2 separate regions of the Hordeum vulgare genome follow, and region 1 is linked to region 2. A link is a contact called in public Hi-C data. All regions are on one chromosome and are shown on one strand. Each heading gives the region's core, a stretch centred on a gene start, on an enhancer-like site or on the middle of the called end of the contact. The rest is flanking DNA. Distances are from core to core; before and after follow the strand shown. Region 1 holds the start of LOC123440687. Region 2 holds the start of LOC123445212 (protein XRI1-like).

The links. A called contact is a pair of places that touch in the nucleus more often than the background predicts.
Region 1: a contact with region 2 is called in a Hi-C map of leaf, with 2.1 times the contacts expected there. The contact joins the promoter of LOC123440687 here to the promoter of LOC123445212 in region 2. A contact is called at or near these places in 3 of 6 Hi-C or Micro-C datasets (leaf and seedling) and 1 of 1 datasets of contacts at active chromatin or transcription factors (embryo).

Annotation. Positions count from the first base shown.
Region 1 is chr3H:572,202,907-572,208,500 of MorexV3_pseudomolecules_assembly, reverse strand. It overlaps LOC123440687, which reads right to left and starts at 2,615. Exons shown (of 3, transcript XM_045117244.1): 1 at 2,245-2,615; 2 at 1,415-1,630; 3 at 813-1,272. The coding sequence starts at 2,554. The coding sequence ends at 1,166.
Region 2 is chr3H:571,866,273-571,872,542 of MorexV3_pseudomolecules_assembly, reverse strand. LOC123445212 (protein XRI1-like) reads left to right here and starts at 4,882. Exons shown (of 9, transcript XM_045122170.1): 1 at 4,882-5,145; 2 at 6,069-6,124; 3 at 6,209-6,270. The coding sequence starts at 5,111.

The DNA of each region.
Region 1 (5,594 bases), core at 1,366-3,865, 340 kb before region 2:
AGGTTCCCAAAACCAGAACGCTCGAGCGGTTATATGGGCCGGCCTGTTGCGTCGCTGCTCGGTCTTTCGGCTGTGCGAAGAGCCGACTGCTTGACGCAACGAGCGGCAGATAGGATATTCCGGCTAATTGCACCTTGTAATCGTGTTTTACAGTACGCCAACCTTAAGACCTGACTTTAGACCTAATAATATATAGAATCAACTCTATTAATATATAGAAGACTTTAGACCTGAATTTTGTTGGTGGTATGCATCTTTCTTTTGTTATCGTTTGTGTATACAATCATGTACCCCAAAATTTATACTCCCTCCGTCCGGATATACTTGTCCTAAAAATGTACAAAATGGATGTATCTATAACTAAAATAAGTCTAGATACATCTATTTCTAGGACAAGTATTTCCGGACGGAGGGAGTAGTTATTATCCCAAAGAGTATAATTCTTCAGGGATTTACGTGGGTATTAGTCATACCAAGTAACCCATCTCTATGTGGCGAAATACTGAATACTTCTTCTCTCTCTCTTTTTTGAATCTCCAGCATGCATATGCATTGTGAAATACTGAATAATTGTGCATAGGATACATTCAAACCAAAAAGAAGTTGCTATTCCTAGAAAAAAATTGTAAAACCCAGGATTTCCTGTAATTAAAAAGTATACTTCTGTTTTGGTACTTCTGTAAAACCAAAAATGTCTTGCAACAAATGCACTGATTACAGATTTCACGGTGCTAGTAGGCTAGTAGCGCTAGCGTTTTGCAGGCAAAATATACCCAAGTTAGGCCAGCCATTGCTATGTTCACAGAAAGACATCGGCAAGTTTTCTGGCATTATATCAAATACAGCGATGTACACAAGAAATACTCCATTGTACAACTGTTCTAACTAGCACTGTATCCAAACCTGAAACTATTGTAACTAGCACTCTGTCTAAAAACCAGAAACTATGGCTCTGGACCAAACTAACTACATGATGGCAATGGGGAATCACTAAATCTCACTAGGCCTCTTAGCCATGCCAGTTTGTCATCATAACCCACTCTGGAGTTGTACCGAGTAACAATGACTCGCGACAAAGCGACAATCAAATCTCAGTCACTGGCATCAACTTGCAAGTTTTCTTTTGAGTAGCAGTAAAATATCAACCTGCAAGAATAGACTGGCATCACCATACTCTCTTGCACGACAGTGAGGTGACCATCTCCTCATCCGATGGCCGCTTGTCGTGACTGCTGGCGAAGCTGCAAGAGCATTTAACTGGCTGCTGTGCTTCTACTCCATTGATTATAACCAACCAATGCAATAAACCAAACAAGAACCTTTCAGATTTCAGAATATTTTGTAGATTATTGGTGAATATAAATAACTGGTTAAGATTCTTGAGAGATTTGTTTAGTTCTCAGTTGCCACTCACCAGAGCCTGAGCTGTAGTCTACTTGTTTAGTCTTCTTAGATGGACTAGCCTCGTCCAATCTGAGTCTTCTCTTCAAACCAAGGGTGATCACATCGGTAAGTAGCTCTTCGACAGCTTTTGACTGCGATGAGCTATTGTGTTGGAGCTTGCACTTCTTGGAACCATTTTCGGTCTCTAACCCAGACTTTCGCTTTGTGGACAGAAGAACTCTGGGCTCTAACAGAGATACCAATTGCAGATTCAGACCAAAATTTCGTTGAAATATCACATTGTATTTAACTTCTGCAAGTGCAGTAGACATAAAGGCGTTCTTCTAGCACTGAAAATATAACGTACTGAATCGTATGATCAGGAAATGCTGCTAAGTATTGTACTTGGTCATTGAGAAATAACACTTGATATGAGATAACTGTTTCGCAACAACCATATGCAAAAGGTTGTGAATCTATGAGGTCATATAGTGTCAAAAGTCACAAAATCAGGAACAGTATAGTTGAGTTGCTCGATGCTGGGACAGTTCCATATTCCAACGCCCTTTACTGATAATCAATATCCAAGTTAGTACTACCTGCATATTGTGTACTTATATTTTGAACTGAACAATTGGACCCTGAACAATTATTTCACTAGTTCGTTTTTTTCGCGGGAATTCTGCTATACTACATTAACGGAGCAAAAACTTCAGGGAATCAGAGAGCAAGAGGTTGGTAAATGTAGCTTCGATTCCCCTCTCGATTGCAAAATGTAGCTTTGATTGCCGAAAATTGACAGGATAGCAGTTGCTCTGTGCTTCTCTAGTACTAAGTCATAGGACAGAAAGGGAGGCGCACCTGGGGGCGAAGGCGCGGGCCCGCCATCGACGGCGACGGGCGCGGAGGGGTCGGCACCCGTGGGCTGCCCGCCCGCGGCGAAGAAGCAGAGGAGCTCGCCCCAGGTGACCGCCAAGGAGACGTAGCCAGAGCCGCAGCTGAGGAAGTAGCCGTTGAGGCCGACGGTGGCCGGGTCCAGCCCCAGCGCGAGGCCCACCTGCGCGAGGTCCACCCCGTCACCTCCCTCCACCTCGATCGCCACCGACGAGGCGGCGTCGGGCGGCGAAGCAGACCCGCGCAGGTGCACTGTCAGGAGCGACGGCGAAGCCATCGGCGGCGCTTCTGCCTCGCACTATCGCTGGTTAGATCAGGGAGAGGGGGGGGGGGGGGGGGGGGAGAGGGAGCGGAACAATGGCGTACGCTCTGGTTGCTTTCTCGCCGCCGCCGCCGCCGTTGCTGCTGGCGCGTTGTGTCGGAGTGTGGGCCGAACCTTGGACAACAATGGGTGAGCAAACGCGCACATTGGCGCTGTGACGATTGTTAGTGCGCTCCTTCGGTTGGCCCAATATTCATTTATTTTAAAAATACTAGCAAAAAAGCCCTGACGTTGCAACGGAAACAAAATTAATAAGGTTCGTTTTAAATCTTATTGCCAGTAAGGCTGAGCCAGGATTTAGGGGGGGGGGGGGGCAGGGCAAGCTGAATAAAAATTTCTAGTGTAAAAGAAAAATACTCCCTCCGTTTCAATATATAAGACCTTTTAGAGATTTCACTAAAAGACTACATACGGAACAAAATGAATGAATCTACATATCTAAAATATGTCTATGTACATTCGTATGTAGTTTATAATGTAATCTCTAAAAGGTCTTATATTTAAAAACGAAGAGAGTATTACAATGATAATATCAGATGTCCCCGAGAGGATAATATGATGTATTGCTTCGGACTATAAAAATATAGTCACACTTGTTTATTTTGAATTGCTCTATGATTACAAATAACAAAAATGTCAGGTACACTCATACTTATAGTAACTAATTATCATTATCAAGCTAACTTCACACATTAGTTCATTACACAAGGAATACTACTACTTTACTGTGATTTCATGATTAAACGATCAAATAATGCAATACAACCACAATGCAAAGCAAGCAGCAACTAGGCCTCAATTGGTACATATATATGCAAAATTTAGAGTATAGAATGTAGTCAGAAATACTCACCAAATTCTGAAGAATTGATGAGCACTCACGGCGGTAGTTTCTTGGGTCTTCAGAAATGATGACTGCTGCGTCGCGGCGGCGCCGCCTCAATCAGATTGGGAGAAACCGTATGGGGGTAGCTGACGGGAATGGGCACTTAACGTGATAGCCTGGGAGCGGAGTAGGCCTAGAGTGGGCCTTCCTATGGACATTTCTTTAGAGAGTTTGCATTAATTAGATTTTGGGGGGCCAGCAGCCCATCACGAAGAGTTTATCTCTAATTACTGCGTAGCTGGTAAGCAAAGTCTGGATCGATAGGGGGGCCAGGCCCTGCTCGCCCCCCTGTCTCGGCGTTTCCTATTTAACGCTGCAGGCACCCGTTTGTGTGCATTTTCGCAAACTGACGCTTATATTATCCTATGATGGGCCGGCCCATTATACTGTGTATTTTAATACTCCACAAGTTATGTTGTCGGTGGGATTCAGACCAGGGACAACCGGTTTCCAAGACGACGTGCAAACAATCCGGACACGTACTAGGATGAGGTTGATTTAATTATTTACTTTTTATTGCTTACTAGCAAAAGGACCCATGCGTTACAACGGGAGAAATAAATACCACACGGCACATGCTCTTAATTTATAAAAAATGTCTATAATGTGAGAATTTATAGTTACGATACAAATAAAGATGGTCTTATCCTACAAAAATGCAGTTCAAAATTTCACAGGTCTTCTATTTTAACACGGCTTGCATGTAGATTTAATACGTACGAAGAATCAGTCAAGTGACCTTCAGTTTCATCTCTAATCCTGATTTTGTTGACGTGTTCATCCCCAACCCGGATGAGTACCGGTATGAAAGAAAGACGAATAATGACTTATTTATTAAGATTTCACCCTAGATAGTATTTTTATTAAACGTTTAACAGATAAAATAATATCATATTTAAATTCTACAAATTTTTCTAATCAAATTCCATATATAATATGTTAAATTTGAAGTTATGGTTTAAAAGATATGAGTATTTTAAAAAACATTTAATATATACTACGAGTTTAATGTCATAAACAGCAAGGTTTTTTTTGTAAAATCACCTCGGTGGGTTTTTCGACGGAAACGATAGCCTCGGTGCGTTTTCCCATTTGATGAACTTTTTCAAATTAGATAAAAAAAATTCAAAAATAATGAACTCTTTTTTAAATCGGTGAACTTTTTAAAAATTTGATGACTTTTTTCAATATTAATGTACTCTTTTTTAATTCGGTGAACTTTTTTAAAATTTCAATGATTTTTTTTTAATTTCGATGGATTTTTTTCAAATTTGTTGAACTTTTTTTGAACACGGGTTATCTTTTTTTCAAATTTGATAAACGTTTTTCAAAATTACTGAAATTTTTATAAACATTAATGAAGCTTTATCAAATGTGATAAACATTTTTAAAATTACTGAAATTTTGCAGCGCCGTATAGGAGGTCCCCCTTGTCTCCGCCCCTGCTCGACTTGACATTGTAACATTGCCATAGTATGTTTTTTGAGAATATACAAAAGTTATGCATACCTATCCATTGATATAGTCATATAGCGGGAGAGGAAAAGTTAGAAATACATATATGGATTTATTCAAGCCCTAACACATGTGTGAGCAAGCTTGCAAACCAAGGGGTTTATGCCTCTAAAGGAGAGAAAGTACGTCTCACCGATCGGGACTGCAAGACCGATAGTACGTCTTCGATTTCTATTGAAGTAAATATTCCAGCATAGCTTTTCGATCATATTCACCCATGTGCATTCAACAAAGGCGGACTTAACGAATGTGCATGGTGTGCCATGGCACACAGAGAAACCGGATTTTGTTTATCATGTATTATTTCGATGACGCATACCCTTCACATTTTAGAGTGACATGACATATCAATTTTTTTTTAGAATATGCACATCCTTCATTTTATTCCTAGGCTCATGAGTGGTATCCGATGTCATACGTCATATATTGAGAAAATATACATTAATTGAAGCAGGCAATTCCCATTGATCTACGATTTGGCGTCTTCATTTGCAATCTTGCACACTCTAGAGGCTCTTCCCTCAGTTCTCTTTTTTCCTGTTTTGCAATTGATTGGTTTCTGTTCTTCTTTTTGCTTTCTGATTGAATAAATAT
Region 2 (6,270 bases), core at 3,633-6,132:
TTGTAATTCTCTTCGAGTTGTGGGTTTTGTTTGGCCAACTAGATCTATGATTCTTGCAATGGGAGAAGTGCTTGGTTTTGGGTTCATACCGTGCGGTGACCTCACCCAGTGACATAAGGGGTAGCGAGGCACGTATCGTGTTGTTGCCATCAAGGGTAAAAAGATGGGGTTTTCATCATTGGTTTGAGATTATCCCTCTACATCATGTCATCTTGCTTAAAGTGTTACTCTGTTCGTCATGAACTCAATACACTAGATGCATGCTGGATAGCGGTCGATGTGTGGAGTAATAGTAGTAGATGCAGAAAGTATCGGTCTACTTGTCTCGAACGTGATGCCTATATGCTAGATCATTGCCTTAGATATGGTCATGATTTTGCGCGGTTCTATCAATTGCTCGACTGTAATTTGTTCACCCACCGTGATATTTGCTATTATAAGAGAAGCCTCTAGTGAACACTATGACCCCCACGGTCTACTCCACACCATATTTTCAGCCTTACACTTTTTACTTCGTTGCACTTTCCGCATTCAGATCTCACTTTGCAAACAATCTTGAAGGGATTGACAACCCCTTTGAAGCGTTGGGTGCAAGCTTGTTTGTGTTTGCGTAGGTACTTTGGACTTGACGAGGCCCTCCTTCTGGATCGATACCTTGGTTCTCAAACTGAGGAAAATACTTACTGCTCGTGTGCTGCATCACTCTTTGCTCTTCAAGGGAAAAACCGACGCAAACCAGAGAAGCAACAAGAAGAATTCCTACGCGCCAAGGAAGGACTTTTGTTGCCGCAACATCTCCTGGCGCTAGGGGCACTCTGGTGGTGAGCTGAGAAGGGGAAAAGGATCCCTGACACTCAGGGAAAGGGATGGAGGGGCCAGGGAGTGGAGAAGAGGCTCGGGCTGCCGGAATCAAGGCGAGATCGCCGACGGCACAGGGCAGCCGTGGGCGAGGAGAAAAGCTCTCCTGAGCTCGAATGGGAGGGGGGTGGCTTCTGCTGGCAAGGAGGGCTTGGGGCACGCCTTAAATAGGCACATGGAGGAGCTGAACAGCGACGACCGAAGCTTCGCGATGGACGTCGCCGTGGCGGCCTTCCGACGATCGACAGAGGCGGCCCGGAGCTACGAGACCAGGGGTGGAACACTCCAGAGGGTGCACGCGAGTGGTGGAGAGCTCCCCGGCGCTCGTGGACAAGCCATTGCTCGCTGGAGAGGAGCTCCTATCGCTGTCAATGCACAAAGTGCCATTATGGCTTGCTCTGGGTGCGGTCACCACGTGCACTACGTGCTCTTGTGTGCCACTGCTCCCCTCACTATGTCAGGAGTGAAGTCCCTTCAAGGCATAGTTCCCCAGAGGTGATGGATCGAAGCAAAAGACTATGGTTGGATGGGAGGGGTCACGTGAAGGTTCCTGCAGCAGACTTGGACACCATGTTGTGATCAAAAGGAAGGTGATAAGATCAAAAGGTTATGTGTGGGAGGCTCAGGGTAGGAGGGACTACAATCATGTGAAGTTTGAGAAGAAGAAGATCAAGATTTAATAGGGTTGCTTTGGAACTAGCTAATCTGGTCGAGAATAAAGATTTTGATGTGGAACTCACATACTTGCTTGGATGGAGCTGAAACTCGAAGGAGATAAATATTCTGGGGTTATGAAGATGTTATATAAATTTCATGCCATCTTAATAAGCCAAAGTGACACTTCCTTCACAGAGTATCTCTGTGGACAGAAACTTAAAAGTATTACTGGGATTAATTGGCTAGATAAAATGGGTTCAAAATTGGTTTAGCAAGGTTTTATAGATAGGAGAATGTCATGGTAAAATTTCAGAATTTATGGAGCTACATAAAATATAGTTGCTTCACAAATCCAAATAATAACCAAAGACAAAGATTTGAAGCTATGGTCACATGGTTGAAGGTGTGATGCTCAAATTTGGTGGAGAGGCATAATTTTAGCATATTAAGGTGATGGCAACGTTTCAACTCATTTGAACACTCCTAGCTAGCACTTGCTTCACAAAGCTTCCTCTAAATTAGAAACTTTGGAAATTTGCCAAGAAATATTTACTATCTATATTGAGTTGAATTTTGGCATGAGGCAATGGTATGGCTAGGAAAGAGTGCCCAAAAATTTTGAGAGCAATCGAGCAAATGAAAAGGGTACTTGCTTCACAACTTGACAGATAGGGAAGAATCAGAAAAGGAATTTTTGGAAAATATTTTTGAACATGGCAAGGAAATATTTTGTCATATCCGAGGAAGATATGACCCAATAGATTTATGAGAATTATTTGGGAATTTTTGGAGAGATATAAATGGGGGTTGCTTCACAACTCAAGGCAAACAGGATTATTCCTTTAAAAGAAAAAGGAATATTCCCATGGAAAAGAATCTTGGGATTGGCTCAAGATGGAAATGGCTAGGTCTTGGGGTGGTTTGAAGATTGGCAAGCCACTAAGAAAAAGAAATCAAGAGTAATCCCTTTAAGTTTCAAAACTGTTAAGCCTCAAAAAGCAAAATCAAATCAAAATCAAAAGGGAAAGAAATGGGAAAAATCCAGTGTGTTACACCAGAGTGTCGGCAAGACTCGTCAACTTGTTGAAGTAGTCGGTGATGCTGAGATCAAGAAGCTTGGTCTTCCCAAGCTCGGTGCAGATGGCATGAGCACGCGTGTGTTGCTGAGGCGTGAAGCTAATGTGCATAGTAGAACATGCACCCCGAGAGGTGGTAGCGAAGAGGACTGAATGTCCGAAAGAATAGCTTGATCCTAGGCCACCCATGCATGGTATGATAGATGATACGGTAGTGGACACGAAAGAGTACTGTCGACGTACCCTTCGAGGTAGCGGTTGCAAAGTAGAGGCACCAACTGTGGACGCCACGCCAAGTAGTTGTTCGGCGTGAGCTTCACCCGGATGAGGTACGTGAAGTAGAACGGCATTGCGGCTGCAGCATGATCCCCGAGGGCAGATGACATCGGCAGCGGGGCGTCCCGTGGAGGCATTGCACCAGCAGGAACAAGCGGAGAAACCTCCATCTCCAACGCCGACGGATGAGCCCCATAACCCATGGACATCGGCGGCGGTGGATGAGACAATGGTGCCCCATATGGAGAGGTGGAGAACCCGCCGTACGACACTGACGACGGAGCCTCGTAGGGCAACAGATGTGTCTCATAGGACGGCGGCGGATGCGCCCCATAGGGTTGTAGCGATGGCACCCCGTATGGCGATGGCGACGACTGCACCTCGTAGACCGGCGATGGCGACGCCCCGTAAGGCTGCGTCTGCAATGCCCCGTAGGGCTGAGCTGGCGGCGCCCCGTTGGGCTGAGCCGACTGCGCCTCATAGGGCTGCGACGGCGGCGCCCAGTAGGACGACGACGACGGCGACACGTAGGGCTGCGGCAGATGCGACCCATGAGGCGGGGCCGACGGACGAGCGCCGCGTGATGCAAAGGCGATGGGAGCAGCGGTCGAGGGCCCCACGAACGCCCCCAGATGAATCGCGGCCAGCGGTCCAGACGCCATGAACAGCGACTGGAGAGCCAGAGGAGACGATGACGGCGGGGCTGGGGAGGTGCGGCGACGGCAACGAAAGACATAGATCGACCTATATTGATAGCATGTAAAACTTAGGTTTAGGGAACTGCTCAACACCCTTTGATGGGTGCGATTATCTTATATATATATATATATATATATATACAAAGTGTACATTAGAGATTACAAGTCATGTACAGAGACTACGCATATATACAGTCTAATAACGTCGAGGAAGCTTCGTTGGGAAAGTAACTACCGCCACCACAACATCGTCTGACCAAGGGTAGCACTAGACGTCGAGGAAGCTTCGTCGAGAAAGTAACTACCGCCAGCATAGCATCGTCTGACCAAGGGTAGCACTAGGCGCCGAGGAAGCTTCATTGGGAAAGTAACTGCTGCCAGCACAACATCGTGTGCCCGAGGGTGCGGTAGACACCGAGGAAGCTTCGTCGCGAAAGTAACCACTGCCAGCATAACATCGTGTGACCGAGGGAGCGGTAGACATCGAGGAAGCTTCGTCGCGAAAGTATCCGACACGAGCGCTAGACGCCGAGGAAGCTTCGTGTGGAAGGAAAATAACGCTCCCGAAAGAGGGGCGGTGGTGGGGACACGCAGAGACACACGGATCACGTGTGAGTTGACCGACGCGAGCGTCATATCGCCGGATGAAGGGGGGAATCATTTTCTAAATTGTTTTTTATGATTAATTGGCGAAAAAGATGAAAGAACTTGAGCCAATTATATGTTGTGAAAAACGGGGAGTTTGGGCATATTTTTGTACAGCTCACAAGAATGTAAAGACTAAAATGAAAACATAATAAGGTTTCTAATGTTTTTTGTAAAAGGTTTCTAAAAATAATGAAAACTTCTTTTCTGAGGGAAAAAAATAATGCAAACTTGAAGATGTGCACATAACAACGAGTCAGCTTGAAGCGAGAGCCCGTTCTGATACTGCTCGTGGAGACTGCAGGTGCGTCCGAGCACGTCGTCGGCCGAGGCACGGCGCGGAAATGCCATGCCACCGGTTCCGTTCCGCCGTGGTACCGCCAACGGACAGCCTGCGCGGCCGCGCCGCACGGTTTCTTTCTTTCTTTCCCCTTCCTTCCTTCCTTCCGCCACAAGGCTACGGGGCGGGGCAAAGCCTAAACCTGAAACTGCCCTGATAAATTAATCATCATTACCGACTGATCCGTGAATTGGCCGATTAGTCATAGGATAATCATCGTCTTCTCGTCCTCGGCCCCCGCGCCCCCCTTGAGCGGTCACCTTGGAGAGCGAGCGAGAGGGGGGAGGGGGGGGAGGCAATAAAGGCGCAAGCTTTGTTTTCTCGGGGACGGACGGGGGCCCGTAGAGAGAAGCACGAGGGAGAGGTGACTGAGGGAGGGAGGGATAAACTGCTCCCACCACCACCACCACCACCACTGCGCCCACTCTCCAGTCTCCAGTCCCTTCCTCCGTCCCGCTCCACCCGCTCCCCACTCCGCGTCCCCCCTCCGCTTCCTTCCTTTCCTTCTCCGCCTTTCCCTTTAGAGCGCCGCCGGCCTCGGATCCGGTCCGCGGCGGGGGATGATGGACTTCGACGGCGGCATTGGCGATCAGAGGTGCCTCTCCTTCGTCCTCCTCCCCCTCCCTCCTCCGTCCGGTTTCTTCATCCTCGCCGACCACCGTACGGCGCGGCCGGAGAAAAAAAAGCTTGCCGTATTTTTTTTTCGTTGAGTCGCGCGATTTGTTTCTTCTTCGGGCCTTAATCCCGTCGTCCCCCTCCACTGGTTGAGCCGCCCTAATTTCGCTTTCTCGGTACGGCGGTTACTTCTCCGTTGGTGCTAGTACCGCCCTTTTCCGTCCTCATCGTCTTCTTCATCTTTTCGTCCTCGCATGATGTTTGGGGAACCAAGCAGGGCAGGGGAAAAGACTTCCAATTCTGGGAGAGAAAAAAAGGATCATGTCTTCTTTTGACGGAGGCTTTTAGTTTCCTCTTTTGTGCCGTACCGTGGTTGGTTGCGACTAGGGATGGCTGGCCGTGTGTGCGTTGGTGCTGGTCTTGTCTTTTGCTGTTAAACCCTAGCTAGCTGCTGTTCATGGCGTCCTTCCATTTTCTCCTGCCTCTGTTTCTTTGGCCCATGCCCATGCCCATGCCAGGCTGTTTCTTACATGCGAATGCCCAAGCTTTCCTAATCCTCAAAGGTTTCCTTTTTTTTACTGCGAGTTACTCCTTGCGCTGTTAATGTTTTCTGTAAATCTTTGCGCTACAATACCGCTGTCTTGGGCTCTGAAGAACATTCTGGTGTCCGCAGGAAAAGGAAAACACTGAAATGTGCTAGTATAAGAGTTGAATTTTTCACCATCTATTCAGATGTACTTGGGACTTTTTACATGTTCAGGCTGCAGCTCTTGTTGTGTAATAAGCCTGTGCAAAGATGCATACTCTGCGCTCTACTCATTTTTATGTAAAGCTTTCACCAACTGTTTACGCCTGAGTGGCCATCATCCCTAACAATGCTCTTTGATGTGCAACTTTGTGCAGTGAGATGTGGGACTGGCAGAATCAAGAGTTCGATTTGCAGAAGGATCTGTTACCAGGTTTGCGGCACGCCTTTGCATCATTCCTACTTCCCTAAAACTGCATCCAGTTGACTGATGAGGGCTACTCTTCTGATTTTGCAGCTCCATCTACCTCCTTGTGGGCTGAAGCAAACCACAATGAGGTTGATTCTTGGAGCCTGTTC